Regions from separate parts of the Mus musculus genome. Here all the other regions are linked to region 2. Evidence: chromatin contacts called from public promoter capture Hi-C data. All regions are on one chromosome and are shown on one strand. The core of a region is the stretch at or near the end of the contact, and the rest is flanking DNA. Distances in the headings are between cores, read along the strand shown.

Region 1 (3,957 bases), core at 169-2,668, 1.5 Mb before region 2:
GACACACTCAATCTCACATCCAGGAATAGGTGGCGCCAGCCTGTGAGTTACAAAGCCAGGCTTGCTCTGTTGTCTCTGTCCCTGGAATCCTAAAGGTGCCTCTGGCCAGCCTAGAGGCTCATGACAGAGCTTCCTGTACAGAGAAGGGTTATCTCTGCAGAAAGTGGTGTGCAGCTATGCCTTCCTGGGCTGGAAGAGCCTGTCTGGTGGGGCTGCTACCAACTTCCTTTCCAGGCTCAGCCAGATTCTGCTGTGGGTCAAATCCTCAGGAGGAGCAGTAAGACCCAGAAGTAAAGGGGAATGTGGGCATGTGGAAGAGGACTCCTGTATCTCAAACTGAGGGGGCAGACAGGAGCTGCAGGCCAGACTGCCCACACCCCAGGGAGCAGAGGGCCAATGTGAACCCTGAAAAATGAACAGGGAAGGCTCTAGGAGGAAAGAGCACACCAGGAATGCACTCATCCCAGCAGGGTGTGTCTGCAGGGAGCCATTCGAGCAGGTGCAGTGGGCAGTCCAGATTGAAAGCAGGGATGCAGGTAGGGGGTGTTGACCGACACTATCTCAAGCTCTGGCGCCAAGAGTGCGTCTGGTTCAGGACACTCTGGTTTTTTTCTCCTGGAGGGAGATCTTATCTGATTGGAGCCCTATCCACAAGATCTGTCTTAAGCTTGCCCTTTTCATATTTGCCGTGTTTGTGCACATGGTCTGTGTGACTATCTCTTTTACACTGTTAACTCTACAGTGCGTGACTGGCATACTCGAGTGGGTCTTGTGGTCACTGTGTCGGGGCTCTATGTTGCTGACTTGTGTATGCCTTGCACGTGGTTTCGCGGGAGTCTATGCTGAGGGCAGTGTCATTTGAGTGTTGTGACTTATGGCACACATATATATGTGGTGTGTGTCCTGTGTCTGATTCTCTTAGGCTTTTCCTGGTCTCCAAGGAGTAGTGTGGAATGTTGGTTCTGTAAGATCAAGGTGCTGGGAGACCAACCCGGGTCGTGAAGGGTCTGGGTGTAGTAGCTGTGTGCGTGTGGTGTGCGTACGCTCGCCCAGCCGTGGTTCTGTACAGCTGTGTTTCCGCGTGTGCCCGCTGGACTCGCTGCGCGGGGGCGGCCCCGGGAGACGCTGCGGGGCCCCGCCAGCCGCGGGCTCCAATGGCAAAGCCGGTGCGGCCCCTGCTAATTACATAAGCGGGGACGTCAATAATTCGCGGGAAAACGCGAAAAAGATGGCGCCCCGCGCCCGGGGGGCCCCTTCCTGAGCTCACCGGCCCCTCCCTCCCCGCGTCCCCTCCTCCCCGCGGCGCCCCCGCCCCGCCCCGCCCCCGCCGAGACCCCTACCCCGGCCCCAGGGGCGGACACTCGGCCAGGCAGCCCTGGGCCGAGCGCACCGCCGCCGCCGATGTGCCTGGTGGCCAGACTCCAAGTGGGACCGGCTGACGCGCTGCCTCGCGGTAAGTCCCGCGCTGCGGGCGCCCCGGGAGTGTCCGCGTTTCACGCTTTAATCCCTGCACACGACCCCTCTCCTAGAAACCTAGATTGAGCCCTAGGATCCCCGGGCGGGGGCTGGAGGCTGCGCGCTTGTGGGATGGGGATAGAGATGGAGCCCGAGCGGTACCCTCAGGGCAGCGGGAGTCCCAGCCACAATCCCAACGCTGGCCAGGGTGTGGGTGACAGGTCTCCGTTTGTGGCCGTGTGCCTTTTCTTTTCCATTTAAAGCTATGGAGAGGAGGATAGGCAGGACATTTGGGATTTTGCTCACGTCCAAAGTAAGGCACGATCGGCTGGGAGCGGGAGAAAGTTTGCAATTAGAGCAACTGAGGAAAGGAGTGCCTGAAGCTGAAGGGGACACTTTCTGCAAGCTATCCTCCCCCCTGAACACCCTTTTAAAAAGCCAACGGCCGCCCTGGAGAGGCCTCGGCGCATGAATCATGCGCGCTTCCTGCCCCCGCCCGGCCCCGCGCGCCCAGTGCCGCGGATTTGAACTGGACTCCGACGGGAACCCGCAAACAAGCATTTCTGTGCCGATGGGTTTGAATCAGCCAATCACAGCCCTCGGGGGCCCTCTCCAGGAGGATGGAGGCGGGATGGGGGGGCCACCACCCGGGGGCCCAGCACGGCCTCGGGGGCGCAGCGACCCGGCTTGCCCCCAAAAGCTCAGTGGGGGAGGAAATGTCAGTTTGTGAACCTGCTGAGGCCGGCCGGCCCTGCGGTACTCCAGGCCCAAGCAAGCAGGGACCTCCCAGCTCCCAAAGAGCCAAGTGCCAGGGAAGAGGGCAAAAGTTCTGACTACAGCCCACACCTGGTGCTTGTGCCTCTGCCCTGGAATAAAAGACAGGAGGGAGAGAAGGCAAGAGGAGCTTTACTCCCATCATCGGGAGACCCAAGACCCTGACTATGCCCTGCCGCCCCAGGCCCCTCATATGTCCACGTGTATTTAGTTTTACGTATAGGACTAGCACATTGCCAGACTAACCTTCTCTGAAGAGGCACTCACATGGAAACACACCCAGAGCTGTCTTCTTGTGGGCTGGCAGGGCACCAGGTGCCCAACACCTAGGCAGAGGGAGAGACCCTGAGCAGGAGCGCCCCCACCATCCCCACACACGGCAAGCTGTGTTTGACCTTAGAGTGTATGTATGTGGAGGAATGTGATGCCAGGTGAGCCCCCCGGAGGGGAGAAAGCAATAATGCTGGCCACTCCTGAAGGTTTGGGAAGCCACAAACCTTCTGGAAGATTCCTGGAGGGAAGCTGGGTGTCCTGAGACTCCCCGTACCAGGTGCCAGCCAGTAGTAGCAAGCGACAGGCTCAGGAAAATAGGCTTGGAAAAGATGAATGAAATAATTGATGAAGAAAACTGAGACAGAGTTGGAAGCAGAATACGCTGGGGAATTGGGCAGGATGCTCCAACCATTCTAGGGTGGAGATTTGGAGATTCTCAGGCCACTGCACCAGGAGCCACTGTGGCAGGGAAGCGAAAGGCAGCACTTCAATGAGATGGGGGAGAGCCAGATGTGTTAGGTGCAATGGGAATGGCTTAGCTGCTGTGGGCAGATGTGCTTCAGACAGGTTTAAATGCCCCAGACTGGTTCCCATGAAGTCATCAGTTAATTGAGAATAGAAAGGGGAATTACAAAAGGAGGGCATGTAGCTATGTCACACGGTTCCCATGCCACCTCAAAAGTTTTCAGTACTAGGTGGGCCTTTCTCTGAACACATTTTAGGGGAAACATAACATCTTAAGTGCTTGCATCCTCAGAACTGGCCCACATATGGGACAAAGCCTCAGCCTCCTGGACTCGTAGTGGGGTTCAGATCCATGGGTCCTTTGCGCCAGGCACAGTGGGAAGATTCACTCTCTTAGAAGCAGCTAGGTATGGTATAGAGCCACCTTGACTCCTTGTGAGCCATGGCCCTGCCTCTGGGTCATCGGCCACTTCTCCTTGCGTCTCCTGTTTCCCTATCCCTAGAATGAGATAATAATGTCTCCCTCCCAGAGTTGTCCTGTCAATAAATGCATTTGAGAGCCTTACAGAATTTCAGGAGCAGGTGGCAAGATAAACATTGTTCTTTCTTCTCCGATGTCAGCAGAAGCTAATGGAGACTCAAGCTCTGGAACCAGGGACTCTGGAAGCCTTTGGTGCCACCAGTCCTAACAAGGGGGGCCTGTCTAAGACCAAAAAGAACTTCAAAGACTTGATGTCTAAGGTGACAGAGGGACAGTTCGTGCTATGCAGGTGGACAGACGGGCTATATTACCTTGGCAAGATCAAGCGGGTGAGTCTGCTCTGGTCCTTGGGCCCAGGTTCATGTGTCTTTCTGCTCATCCCTTTTTATCCCTCATGCCTGGAAACTGGAAGTGGAAGGGAACAGAGCTGTCCTCAGGGGCAATGTGGCCCAGCAGGTTCTTCAGAGAACTTAAGCAAGCATCAGACTGGACAGGGTACAGAAGACTCT
Region 2 (4,188 bases), core at 1,495-3,994:
GTAGACCAGGCTGGCCTGGAACTCAGAAAGATCTTCTTGCCTCTGCCTCCCTAATGCAGGGATTAAAGATGTGCACAGCCATCACCTCCCCGCTTTATTTTATTTTTACAAGCTTGTTTCTTGCTGATCAAGAATATTTATTGTACCAGGTGTGGTGGTGCACTTCATTAATCCCACCATTCTGGAGGCAGAGGCAGTTGGGTCTATGAGTTTGAGGCCAGCCAGAGATACATCTCGTGAGACACTGTTTGGGAGCTTGGGGGGAGTGAGAATATTTAAGTATAGTTACATCCTATAACCCAGATTTGAAGCTGAGATGGAGTACCTGGATTTCCCAGTATTATTGCTGCCTCTTCTGATGGACAGGCCAGTATTAAGTGCCTTGCCTCAAAATTAGCCTGAGAGCTGAATGCTGCTTTGGTCCTGGGCCTGCCTCTCTCTTAAACCATAATATTCTCTACGGACTTTTTTTTTTTAAAGATTTACTTATTGTATGTATGTATGTATGTGAGTCCACTGTCTCTGCCTTCAGACACACCAGGAGAGGGTACCTACCAAGTCCCATTATAGATGGTTGTGAGGCACCATGTGGTTGCTGGGAATTGAACTCAGGACCTCTGGAAGAGCAGTCAGTGCTCTTAACCATCAAGCCATCTCGGTGGACACTCTACAAATCACACCCCACCCCCAGCATTACCATTTAACAGAAGAGAAGCTCCAGGTCAGAATTACCACCTGTCTCCATCACACAGGCGGTGAGTGTGTGTGCCAGAGGTAGGCCTCCAAAGAAGAGAGAGCTATCTGGCTAAGTGTGTGTGTGTGTGTGTGTGTGTGTGTGTGTGTGTGTGTGTGTAAGTTTGTGTTCATTCAACTCCTCCCCAGAGTCAGCATTGTGAAGGAACTCTCACATAATGTGAGGTTCTAGAAGTAAGTGGACATCTTGGATCTGTTAAGAGTCAGGCTCCCCCTGCTGGTCTACTACTGCTTATGTAGGAGGCAGGTGGATGGAACACAGCAGGTGTCCATCCTGATGAGAAAGTCCTGTGTGCCCTCTAAGGACGCCAACATTTGCCCACATAGATATCGGTCTGGTCATATAAGACTGCAGGGTGAGCCGGGCAGTGGTGGTGCACGCCTTTAATCTCAGCACTTGGGAGGCAGAGGCAGGTGGATTTCTGAGTTCGAGGCCAGCCTGGTCTACAGAGTGAGTTCCAGGACAGCCAGGTCTATACAGAGAAACCCTGCCTTGAAAAACAAACAAACAAACAAACAAAAGACGCCCAAGTGGTCTGGTATGAAATAGTAAGGGTAGATAGATGGTCAGTCCTTTAAGACATTTGGCAGGAAGGCCAAATCCTTAACATTTTAGACTCCATTGTCCTTAACACATGCAAGCACTGTCACCGTCGAGAAACCAGATTGTTACCCACACATTCAATAAGAATCAGTTAAAATGATGAGCCCCAGCCGGGTGTGGTGACGCACGCCTTTAATCCCAGCACTCGGGAGGCAGAGGCAGGTGGATTTCTGAGTTCGAGGCCAGCCTGGTCTACAGAGTGAGTTCCAGGACAGCAGAGCTACACAGAGAAACCCTGTCTCGAAAAACAAAAAAAAAAAAAAAAAAAAAAAAAGATGAGCCCCCAGGCTGGGTTCACAGGGAAACAGAATCTCATTGCTGTGGACATTGTGAACAAGCCCAGACTTCCTGCCCGAGGTAGTCTGTTTTGTTTTGCTTTTTCTTCTTCTTTTTAGCTGTTCCTTTTTATTGTATGTGCTGGGTGTTTTGTCTCCATGTATGTGTGGGTACCACGTACATGCTTAGTGTTGGGAGAGGCCAGAAAAGGGCGTTGGATCTCTAAAACAGGAGTTATAGACAGATTGAGGCCTGACATGTGGTGCTGAGAATTGAACCTAAACAGTCAGCTGTCTTTTTAAATTAGATATTGTCTTCATTTACATTTCAAATGCTATCCCAGTCAGCAGTCTTAACTGCTGAGCCATCTCTCCAGCCTGTGGGTTCTTGTATTATTATTATTTGGTTTTTCGAGACAGGGTTTTTCTATAGACCTGGCTGTCCTGGAACTCACTCTGTAGACCAGGCTGGCCTTGAACTCAGAAATCTGCCTGCCTCTGCTTCCCAAGTGCTGGGATTAAAGGCGTGTGCCACCACTGCCCGGCTGGGATCTTGTTTTAAAGCCAGATAGCCTTCTTTTTGCAGAAGAGAAAAGCTGCCCAGGTAGTTGGGCATGGGGACTCACACTTGTAGTGTAATCCTGGGTACACAGATCTGTTTGAGTTGAAGGCCAACCTTATATATATAGTGGAATTCTGTTTTTTAAGACCTTGTCTCAAGGCAAGACCCTAAAATAATAAAAATAGAAATAAAGAACTTAAAAAGCATGGCTTAGCAGGTCGTAGGTGTGGGGCTTTCCACAGGCTTAGGGTCCGGGTGCACACGGTCGAGTCCTGCTCCGGCCAGCAGGTGGAGCCAAGGAGAAGGCGGGCGGAAGGCCACGGGCCGCAGAGTCGGGATTTCAGGCTCCAAACCCGGGTTGCTGTTCAGCTACCCGCCCGTCTACTGGTCGGCCTGCAGCACTAGCCAGGAGCTGGGATTCCGACCGGCCCGCCGCGAGAAGTCCGGCCATATCGACACCCGCCCGGGTCCGCGCCTGCCCGGAAGCGCGGGCGCCGAGGGGGCGGGGCCTGGAAGCGCTTCCGGGGGCGGGGGGCGCGGGCAGGGGCGGCAGCGGGAGCGGCGGGGAAGGGCCTGGCGCCGGCGGCGGCGGCGGCGGAGGGGGCGCCGCGGGCGGGCGATGTGAACGCGGCGCGCGGCCCAGGTGAGGCTGGCGGGCTGCGGGCAGAGGCGGCAGGGTCGGGGCGACCCGTGGGGCGGCTGTCCGACCTCCCCCGTGAGCGCGGCGGGACGGGGGAGAGGCTGCCTGGTCAGTGTCGGGGCCGGCCGGGCGGGGTCTTGAGGCCCGGGCACCTGCCGGAGGCCAGGCGCTTGGCCCCGAGGGGTGGCGACCCGGGGCAGCTGCCCTGCACCCCTCCAGCCTCCGCCCCGGGCGGCTCGCTCTCCCTCCCGTACCGAGGGGTCTTAGTGACCGTTGTCCCCGGAGAGCCAGGCCCGGTTTGCGGGGGTCAGCGGGAGGCTGCCCAGGAGCCGCTGCCTCTGGCCATCGCCGTGTGCCAGGTAAACAGGCGGCGCGTGTTAAGCTTGGCCTGGGTGGTCTGCGTGGCCACTGGCGCAGGGCTGAGGACGGACTGGGGAGGGGGCGTGTTAAAATACTGCTCGCCTAGGCCAGGTGACTGTTAGGGGGCTACTCAATTCTGGGACGCCCCATCTTGAGGTTTTCAGCAAGTCTTTCCCATTCCATGCTGGGCCTCAGTTTCTCCATGTAAGAACTGAGAGTTTAGATGAACTCCCTACAGACCTCTCATGCTGTGAATATCTGACATTGCAAGGTCTATGCCTGGTTCAACACGCTGGGCAGTTCTACCGATGTCTCCCCCTCCACTCCAGATGTAGACTTTTTAACCACTTCGTGCACTTTGCCTCGGGGAGGTTTAAAATGATTCCCAGAAGGGTTTTCTTGGAAATAGCTTTACTGATCCTTCATCGTTCCTTGCTGCCGTCCGTAGTTTTCCCGTGGAGCGTTTTGCATGCAAACATTTTGCTGTCCGTATTTGCCCATTCTCTCTTTGTTCCCTAGTCTAGGCTGTTTTTGCTTCACATCTGGATTATTGCAACAGCTTCTTAGTTGGTCTCTGACTCCAGAGGTTTCACCCTCCCCCATCCTTCCTTTATGCTAACGCCAAACTTAGTGTAGGAAGTTTAAAAAAAATAGTAGAGTGCTTGCTTAGTAAAAGTCAAAATGCAGTTGAGTGGTGGACGAAAGGAGTTGAAGGTACAGTGAGTCTCCAAGGCTTTACAGTGGGTGTTCAGACATTGCCTGTGACTAGGTGATGTCTGTGACACAAGGCCACGTCCCGTGGAATTCAGCAGGAGAGGTATAGGTCAGCGAAGGGTGGTACTTGAACTGTGTGTTAAAGGGGAGTAGGATTCAGATAGGGAAAAAAGGATCCTATGGAGTTAGTGATTAGTGCAGCTTCCTGGCCGAGGAGGGGTAAGATGGGAGAGGAGGCGTAGGAAAGGTTGATTAGGCTTGGTTCCTGAAAGATCTTGAA
Region 3 (3,959 bases), core at 181-2,680, 1.4 Mb before region 2:
AGACACCCAAGGCTTGTATAAGAACTGTTAACTCCTTCTCCCTTTCCTCCTAGCATTTGCCCTTCTCGCCTTGTTGCTCTGGCGGCTGCTGTAAAACAAGGGAAAACAGGGCAGGTGAGATGGCTCAGTGGGTGAGAGCACTGACTGCTCTTCTGAAGGTCTTGAGTTCAAATCCCAGCAACCACACGGTAGCTCACAACCGCCTGTAATGAGACCTGACGCCCTCTTCTGGTGCGTCTGAAGACAGCTACAGTGTACTTATTTATAATAACAAATCTTTGGGACTGAGCGAGCGCCGGTCTCACATAGGGAGCGGGGTTGACCGGAGTGAGCAGAGGTCCTAAATTCAATTCCCATCATCCACATGAAGGCTCACAACTACAGCGTACTCATACGCATAAAATAAATAACTCTTAAAAAAAACCCTAGCCGGGCGTGGTGGCGCACGCCTTTAATCCCAGCACTCGGGAGGCAGAGGCAGGGGGATTTCTGAGTTCGAGGCCAACCTGGTCTACAAAGTGAGCTCCAGGACAGCCAGGGCTACACAGAGAAACCCTGTCTCGAAAACCCAAAAAAAAAAAAAAAAAAAAAAAAAAAACCCAAGGGAAACAAAAGCTTTAAATAGGAAAAACAAAAACAAACAAACCAAAAACTGGGCAATGATGGCGCACACCATTCATTAGTCCCAAGCTATTGGGAGAGGCAGGCAGATCTTTGAGTTCAAGACCAGCTTGGTCTACAGAGCGAGGTCCCGGTCAGCCAGAGTTACAGAAAAACCTTGTCCCATCAAACAGACAGGCAAAGCTTTCACACAGCAGCATTTATAGAGCTTCTTGCTTACCACTTCTATCTGGGGGGACTAAAGGCTTCACGCTAGTTAGCTGATATGTAACAAGCGCTTCGGAGAACAGCTGTCTCCGTGGCTAAGTGGCCACGTTTGGACAGCGTGCATGTATGTCCTGGGATTCGAGCTTAACCCAGCCCCTACCCAACTCCCTTACCATGTTTTGTCCTTGCTTCCTGCAGTATACTTTGTTATTTGTCCTGTCTTCCTCCTACGACTAGACATAGACCTCGCGCAGTTAGGGATTTGTTCAGCTGTGTCAGAATCGTGTTTGGGAGGTGCCAGGTGTCAATGGGCTGTTTGAATATCGTCACATGTGGATTTGGAGCCTTAGCCCTTTCTCTCCTGTGAAATATTACCCTAACTTGGTTAAAAAAAAAAAGTAGATGAGGAAAATAAACATTGTGCAAATCTAGAGGTCCACCTTGCTCAGGATCATAAGGTGTAAGCGCAGACGGTGGTACAGCACATGTTCGGCCCTTTTCCACAGTCGGGGCCATTCTTTCCCAGGTACTTGGAGGGCAGAGACGGAAGTAGAGCCGCTTCCGCCCGACGCTGGGCGCCGGAATGGCGCGCGGAGATGACGCAGCAGCACCGGAAGCCGCTCCCCTGTGAGGCTGCGGACCCAGAGCAGCGGCCGTAGGTCCAGGTCTGTATTTGCGATTGGCCGGGCCGGGCTGGACAGGAATCCCCAGCGCCCGCGGCGTTACTGACCCGCCGCCCCGGCCTGTTTTCTCCCTTTCCCCGCAGGCGCCATGGCTGTGGAGCGGACCCGGCCGCTGCGACGCTCTGGCGGCCCGAGCGCGCCTAGTCGGTGTGAGCCCGGCGCGAGGTCCCGGGCCCCGGGGCGCTCGCTCAGGTCAGTGCCGCGCGGAACACGGCTCCAGGAGCAGGGGACCAAGGGAGTCACGAACGGGCTGAGAGACTCGGAGTTAATTTTAGACAGGAAAATTAGAGCTAAGAGTTCCTGCCTTCTGGTGCTTCGGTTTTTCCTAGCCGCGAAACGAGTTAACATTGATGCCCCAAGGCTAGCACTTTAATTAATTAAAGATGATGAAATGTGGACAGGTGGTTTATAAAATGCAGAACGTAGTAGTATGTGTAGGAAGGCACCATGCTTGTGTGTATGCCTTGAAAACAGGTGTGTATTTGAGATGATGCTTCTTTTTAAAAGGGGAGAAATGACAGTATTAGTACTACATTATAACAGTAACTGGCATTTATTGTAGGCTTATAGTGTGCCAGATACTGTACAGAACGCTGTTTAACCCTAACAATCTTGTAGGTAAAACAGTACCAGGCGACAGTTTACAAGTGAGGAAATTTGGCTTGAAACACAAGAAATGATTTGCCCATGGTTACCCAACAAGTGAAATTTCAGAGCCCGTGTTTTATAAACATTATTTGTATTCTTTCAAAGGTTTAAAAGATTAGTCTCTAAATTAATGGCTTTTAGGCCAAGGGTGGTTGTGGACTCCAGCAGTCCCAGCACTCCAGTCTTGTGAATTGTGAGACCAGTCTGGGCTTCACTGCAAAAGCCTGTCTCAAAAAACAAAATAAAACAAAAAGCAAAACAAAAAGGAACAGTAAAAACAATTTTCTAAATATCACAAGCAAAAGGAGGAAAAGATCTTTACAATAGTGTAGTCACATGGTTTTAAATACAAAAAGATGTTTTGTTAAAAGGGACTTCATCCCTTTTCTTTCCAGTTCTCTCTTGAAGCAATATTTAATCAGCTTCCTCAATATTCACAGAATACTTTTCTGTACACATAATCCTCTGTGTAGACCAGACTGGCCTCAAACTCACAGAGCCTGCTTCTGCCTCCGAGGGCTGGGATTAAAGGCATGTATCACCACGCCTGGCCTACCTTTTAACTGGTTGTGAAAGGGGAGGCAAGGAGACAACCTTCCCAACAACAATGAGTATTTATTTTTTGTTCTTTAAAAAAATGATTTTTAGTGTGTCTATATGTCTGTGTCTATGTAGGATGTTGGAGGGAGCATGTATATGCCAGTGTGTGCGTGCGTGGTTTTGCATACAGCTTTATGGAGTCAGTTTTCTCCCCCCAAATTTACGTGGGTTTTGGGTATCCAACCCAGGTCATCAGGCTTTTCAGTAAGCACTTCATCTCACAGGCCTGAAGCCTTGATTCCTTACCTGCATAGGTTATGCAGACTAGAAGGAGGGAAAACATTGAGTTTACACCCATAATGCCTTGCCTGTAGAAGATGCAGGTGGAGATTGGGTACTACTGAGCTGCTGCTCCTGTGTAACTCTGGTTGAGCCACCCTGCCTCTTGGGCCCTAGCCTCTTTGTTGGTAAGGGCAGTAGTATTGACTTCTTCTATGAACCATGTTAGAATCAAGCGTGATATTTTTAGGCGCTGCTTCAGTTATTAGGACCAACATAAATATAATTGCTTAGAAGCAGAAACCAAATTCATGCTCTCATCTCCCAATTTAGGAATGTTTATCATACTACACATTTCCTCAGAGCTTTGTGATTGTTTCTGTTGAGGACTGCAGAACAAGTTAAGTGTTTACATTGAGAAGGGTGAGAGGCACAAGATAGCAAGGGGGGTGTGCAGAAAGAAAAGAGCTAAGGAAGCAGTTAGCGGCTTAGATGTGCCGTATCACTGCAGCTTTTCTGATTCGCACACTGCTAAGTTAGAATAGCTTCTGTTTTACAAATGGAAGCTTAGACTTTAGTTGAGCATTCCATGATCACATATTTCCCAGGTTGATCTCTAACTTAGTTATCTTGTAAGGGCAGCCTCTAAGAAGCTAAGATTGTATGTTTCACTGTGCCAGCATCATGGAGATTGTTAATTTGCTTTATCTTACAGGCTACAAGGACCCTCATGGCTCTGTAGGGAACACAGTTAAGAGCTGTCACTAGCTTATGTGAGGCTTATAAAAGCAAACTGTAGCCTTTAGCAATCCATGTTCTAACAGACAGTACTGTAAAGGAATGGAATACCAGAATACCCAAGGCACACAGCTTAGCACACATTTGTTTTTTCTTTCCTCACATCTTTTTGCTTCAACATTTATTGTAGAACCAAATTTTGTGATCTGGGTGGCAGGTCAGGTTGCACCTAGTAGCATAACT

The links. Promoter capture Hi-C pulls out the DNA fragments that hold promoters and counts their contacts.
Region 1: a promoter capture Hi-C map of liver shows a contact between it and region 2, with 3 times the contacts expected there. The contact joins the promoter of Phf19 here to the promoter of Zbtb34 in region 2. A contact is called at or near these places in 1 of 39 promoter capture datasets (liver) and 1 of 115 datasets of contacts at active chromatin or transcription factors (pancreatic cancer cells).
Region 3: a promoter capture Hi-C map of liver shows a contact between it and region 2, with 2.4 times the contacts expected there. The contact joins the promoter of Fbxw2 here to the promoter of Zbtb34 in region 2. A contact is called at or near these places in 1 of 39 promoter capture datasets (liver) and 1 of 115 datasets of contacts at active chromatin or transcription factors (embryonic stem cells).

The regions. Positions count from the first base shown.
Region 1 is chr2:34,911,437-34,915,393 of GRCm38.p6, reverse strand. It overlaps Phf19 (PHD finger protein 19), which reads left to right and starts at 1,418. Exons shown (of 15, transcript NM_028716.4): 1 at 1,418-1,453; 2 at 3,592-3,777. The coding sequence starts at 3,598.
Region 2 is chr2:33,429,880-33,434,067 of GRCm38.p6, reverse strand. Zbtb34 (zinc finger and BTB domain containing 34) reads left to right here and starts at 2,744. Exons shown (of 3, transcript NM_001085507.1): 1 at 2,744-2,837.
Region 3 is chr2:34,823,706-34,827,664 of GRCm38.p6, reverse strand. Fbxw2 (F-box and WD-40 domain protein 2) reads left to right here and starts at 1,430. Exons shown (of 8, transcript NM_013890.4): 1 at 1,430-1,493; 2 at 1,595-1,703. It also overlaps a transcript of Gm34653 not described here.